Regions from separate parts of the Anser cygnoides genome. Here region 2 is linked to region 1. A link is a contact called in public Hi-C data. All regions are on one chromosome and are shown on one strand. Each heading gives the region's core, a stretch centred on a gene start, on an enhancer-like site or on the middle of the called end of the contact. The rest is flanking DNA. Distances are from core to core; before and after follow the strand shown.

The links. Hi-C and Micro-C count contacts between places; a contact is called where the count stands out from the background.
Region 2: a contact with region 1 is called in a Hi-C map of liver, with 4 times the contacts expected there. The contact joins the promoter of MPC1 here to the promoter of AFDN in region 1. A contact is called at or near these places in 2 of 7 Hi-C or Micro-C datasets (both in liver).

What each region holds. Positions count from the first base shown.
Region 1 is chr3:46,714,465-46,717,162 of Taihu_goose_T2T_genome, reverse strand. It overlaps AFDN (afadin, adherens junction formation factor), which reads left to right and starts at 1,320. Exons shown (of 32, transcript XM_066994117.1): 1 at 1,320-1,761. The coding sequence starts at 1,651.
Region 2 is chr3:47,424,830-47,427,527 of Taihu_goose_T2T_genome, reverse strand. MPC1 (mitochondrial pyruvate carrier 1) reads right to left here and starts at 1,356. Exons shown (of 5, transcript XM_066994130.1): 1 at 1,236-1,356. The coding sequence starts at 1,306.

The DNA.
Region 1 (2,698 bases), core at 71-2,570:
GTCCTTCCTGATCTTGAAGTAATGCAGCCCCTGTTTCTCACCCTGTGTCTTGAACAATCCAGTTTTACCAATATCTAGACGCAGCCAAGCATCCAAATCAAGAGACTGTTCTCCAAATGTTGTCCGCCAGTGGAGCATGCAGCTATCTGCCTGGGTTCTGGGCTACTGAATTGCAGATCCACGCCGGTTCTTGAGCTTTGTAGGCACTGCCAGAACAACCTACGTTATCCGGTGGCACGATCTACCTGGATATGGGAAAAAAGCATCCAGGATAATTTTATATAAAGAATCTTTTTTTTTTTTTTTTTTGGTTCTCCCTACACTTTCCTTTTAAAAGGAGTAAAAGATATTTTTAGGAGTCTGATGTTACTAGAAGTGCCCTCCCTCGTCCCCCCCAATTCTCTCAGGGCTCTCAGGAGGCCTTTGAACATCTCCCAGAGTTCGGGACCTGAGAAATAGGCTCTCTGGCGTCCTTGGGGCTGCAAAGCTCCCACACGGCACAGTTACAGATGTAGGGCAGAAGTGTAACTGACCTTCACCTGTAAAACCAGAACTGCTGGTACTTATACGGGAGCTATACTGCCGGATAAAAACAATAATTTAATTGCTTAATGTAGACAAGGCCTCTGAGGAATCTCCTTCTTCAAATAACCCAGCCAATCAAAACTCCATCAGCAAAACCCACTAATCTGAACCCCCTCGGCAAAGAGCAGCTCGGAACGCTTGGCCAGGCACACCAAGAAGAAGCAGGACTTCCCCCTTTCATTTAACCACCTGAACCCCCCCCCCCAACCCAAAGAGGTGCACGAGTGCTCAGGTAACCGAGCCCCGCGTTCAGAGGACGCCCGGAGCAAACCCAGCCGCGACACCAGGGCTGGCCGCCGAGCCCGGCAGGTGACGAACAAAGCCGGACCCAGACGCCGGATCCCACACGCTGAGGCCAGCAGCCGGCCCGCGGCAGGCACCAGCCGAGCGCCCGCGGCCCGCCCGGCGCCGGGGGCCGCCCCCCGCCGCCCCTCACGGACCGGCCGCGGAGGGGGCACCGACCCCGTGCGCGCCGCCGCGAGGTGGCGGCCGGCGGGAGCGAGCGCGCGCGCGCACGGCGAGCGGGAGGGAGGGGAGGAGGGCGCGCGGGCCGCCGGGCGGGGGCGCGCACGGGACGGTGTGCGCGGGGAGGGGACGGGAGGGGACGGCAGGGCGATACCGGGGCGGGGAGAGGCGGCGGCGCGGCTCGGGGCAGGCGGCAGGGGACGGGCGCTGCCGAGCCGGGAGACACCGCGGCGGCCGCCGCCGAGTCGGGGCATCCTTCCTCCTCCTCCTCCTTCCTCCTCCTCCTTCCTCCTCCTCCTCCTCCTCCCCTCCCCGCCCCCCGCCCTTCCCCCTTTTTCTTTCTCTCCTTCCCCGCCGTCCGCCGGGGCCGATCGCTATCGGCAGCCGCGACCCGGGGCGTTTCCGCGGCGGCCGCCACCACCGAGGGCAGAGCCGGCCCCTCCCTCCCCCCCTCCCCGGCCGGCACCGGGGGACCCCCCCCCTGCCCGCCCCCCGCCTCCGCCCCTCGCCCGGGGCTCGGCGGAGAGGGCCCGGCCGCGGCCCCGGCTCGGCTCGGCTCGGCTCGGCTCCCCGGCGGCGGCAGCACCGGGCTCGGCGAGGATGTCGGGCGGCGGCGGCAGCCGGGAGGAGGAGCGGCGCAAACTCGCCGACATCATCAACCACTGGAACGCGAACCGGCTGGACCTGTTCGAGATCAGCGCCCCCACCGAGGTGAGCGACCCCACCGGCGGCACCCCCGGGAGCGTGTGTGTGCCCCCCCCCCCCCCCCCCGGGTGGCCCCGGCACCGCCTCCGGGGCACGGCTCGGCCCGGCCCGCCCGGAGGTGAAGCACCGCGCCCGGGCCTGGCCGCGCCCGCCGCCGCCCCCCGGCCTCACGGGGGGGCTCCGCGGCCCCTGCCCCAGCCCGCGGGGGGGCGGAGCGGGGAGCCCGCAGCCGCCCGCGGGCACCTCCGGGGGGGCCCCGTGTGTGTGTGTGTGCCCGCAGCCCCCCGGCACGGGCAGGGCGGCCGGGCCCTTTGTGCTCGGTGCTGCCGCGGCTTTGTGCGGGCAGCCAGCCCCGGCCAGGGGACCTGCCCTGCCCAGCGCCGGGGGGGGGGGGCTTGCGGGAGCCCCCGGCACCGGCAGCAGGTCCCCGGTTCACGTGTGGCCGTACCGGAAAAACACAGCGGGTCATTTCTTCCCGGCGAGATGGGCGTTTCCAGGGGTTCAGGCAGGCTGAGTTTACTTTTTAAAGAAAATATATGGAAAATAACAGGCCGTGCCCCGCAGCGCAGCCCCCCTCCGGCGTGGGGGCCCGTCACGCGTGTGCCCACGGCAGGAGGAGGAGGAGGAGGAGGAGGAAATTCACACTTGCTCCTGGCCTGGCCCTGATCCGGGTTGTTTATTAACACAAGTCTCCGGTGAACCGTGGAGGCTTGGCCTCGCAGCCTACTCCTGCGCCCAGGCTGCTGGGCCGGCCACGGAAAAGTCTTGGGTGCGACTCCACGTTGTTGGTTTTTTTTTTTTTGTTTGTTTTGTTTTTTTCCAGTCACGATAGCTTGAAAACGAGTGCCCTGGATGTTTGCGGTGCTTGTCGCACGCCGCTTCCAGAAGGCTGGCTGAGGGCGGTGTGGGGGTTCTTGCCCCTTGCGCTGCTCCCCGTAGCACT
Region 2 (2,698 bases), core at 107-2,606, 710 kb before region 1:
CTTTCATGATTTCCAGTGACAAAGCTGAAACCGAAGCTGCTTATCCTGATAGATGTCTGTAAGATTTGACTGCCCCAAGCCATAAGTGTCACACCAGGCACTGCCACACTGAATTCCACTGCTTTGGGTAACTGCAGTTATTCTATCTAGGGTCAAGCAGTTGAGCACAGCACAGGTGTTGCAAGCAGGAATTCCAGTCACCTCTTCCCACAAGTGAGTTACACATTCCAAAGCCTTGCTTTACTGTAGCGATTAGATGCTGTTTTCTAGAACATATATCATAGTCTCATAGCTTTGAGGAAACCCTTGCTCTGAGAGAGACAAGAAGAGAATTTTCTTTGGGACAGAAAGAGTGCTGCAGGCTGGCGAAGCAAGGGCTTTCAGGAAGGAATGCAAAGAGACACAGCTCCTAAATATACACAGCTCCTAAATATACACACTGCATTTCTCTTACAGCAGAGACTACAGTCCTTTGTTGACAGCTATCTAAATGTTAATCTCAGCAAAGGGCACAATCAAGAACACACACTTGGCTCCTAGAAAGCAAGGAAACAATGCTGAAAGGCTGCAGTGGATGGCACAACTGACTTATGCCCTTCATGACATACTGAATAACAGAAGTACAAAGTAAGCAGGTATCTTCGTACACCAGGCAGGACTCATCCCAATAAGCAAGAACTCCAAGGAATGCTTTTTTGCAATACAGCCTTAGCTTATTTCAGGACTAGAACAAAATCCAGCTCATTTTTTCCCACTGCCTTTAAGCCTTTGGTAACGAAAGAGATACCTCCAGCTGTTAACCTTGGTGGCACTAGGAAGCAATCACCCCTGCCAGCACTGGTTTGTTTCTTTACTCAGGGTGCAGGCTGCTGTTTTACCATGAATCCAGATGAGTTCTGGAACACCTAACTAAATGCTAATGTTATGAGCCGCGCCTACGAAGCTTACCCAGGCCCTCAGAAGGCAGGCACACACGCAGCAGCCCGCTCTGACCTTCACCTCCCCTCAGGGCCGTCCGTCCCCTCTCCCAGGCGGGCCACCCCGGCGCTATTGACCCCCCAACCACCTCGCAAGCTCCGAGCTTTTACCCTGCGGGTTTACCCCGCGGGCAGCGGCCCGTCACACGACACCCGCCCCCGCCCCCCCGGGCTGCCCCCCGCCACCCCCGGCCCGTTGGGCCCACCGCCTCCCGCCGGCCCACAGCGCGGTGCCGGCGGCCCCCTGCCCGCCCCCACCTCATCAGGTAGTCGCGGAACTCCTTGCTGCGCAGGTACTCCACGGCCTTGCGGCCCAGCGCCCCCGCCATGGCGCCACCGCCGGCCGGCAGCGCCCGCACCCGCCGCTCCCGCCGCCCGCCCCCGCCGCCCGCTTTATGGCCTCGCGCGCACCGCCCCCGCCTCCCCGCCCGCCGATCTCGCTTCTCATTGGCTGGAAGCTCGAGGCCCCGCCCCCTCCTGAGGTGAGGCCCCGCCCCCTCTCTGGCGTTCGTTGTGGCGGTTGGGCTGGGGGCGTGAGGCGGAGGTGGGGCGGGCGCCGCCATGACGGTAGCCACGCTTCGCGAGGGGCGGCGGGGGCGCGGCCGGCACGGGCCGGCTTCACTCCCTGCCGGGGCAGGGCTCGCGGCCGCAAGCACTTTCCATTTCCTACGCGAGCAGAGGCTGCTTGTTTGGAGTGGCAGATAAACTCTAACCCCGCTAATAGCGTCTCCATAAAGCTTGGGGTGGTCAAACAAATACCTGCGTGCGAGCGGCTCCGTTTATCTTCGCTCGCTGCGCTAGAGATAGTGAAATGGGTGTTTATCTGCTCCGACTGTTGGCCGAAGATTTGCAGCCTGGGTTTTACAGTCTGGAGCTGCGCTGAGTGCAGCCAGGGCCATGCCTGTGCTCTGCAGGAAACCCTGGCGACCGCTGCTGCTCTATCCCCTTCTGCTTCCCTCCTCTTCCTGGCAGGATCTTGGGGAAAAATAAAAAAATAAAGGGAGTTCTTCCCCCTTCTCCCCTTCATTGCTTGCTTGGAGGGCAGCAGGTTTGAGGAAAGGCAGAGTCTCTGCACATCCTCTCCTTTTTAGATACCCTTAACATGATACACCACCACACAGTCACTGCTGTGTGGGAAGAGAAGCTTTAATCCTCCTGATACACAGCGTTACACAATGCCAAGATGTAGCCCAACATATTTCCATGGCCTATTGAGGCTCCTCAGTTAGAAACAAGTGTGAATCAGAAAGAGGTCTCAAGGAATCATTTGTCTGAGTTGATCTGACTTGCGCTGAAACAGGAAGGGGCTGTGGAAATGATTCCAGTGTGTGCAAACAGACTGTCACGTGCAGGGATTCCTCATATACTACAAAGCCTCTTTCAGTCAATAGTTTTTGAGCTACAATTTTAACTGAAACAAAGCCTAGTTCTTCTTTACTGAGAATACATGAACCTTTTTCTTGACTGTGTGTATAAAGGAGAAAAAAAATCTTCCATCTGCTTTGGAAGACTCTTTAGAGTTTATCCCAAGAATACACAAGTTTTATCAGCCTTTTCTCACAGGCTTTTTAGTCTTGTATCATTTTCCTTACTCCATCTAGACTCTTACCTACATCTTTACATCTTTCTTAAGACAGTCCCAACGTGGTTCATAACGTTTCAGTCAAACCCTTCCAAGCAGTGCAGAGTCCTTCTCTAATTTTGAGTGTTTTCAATTCTGA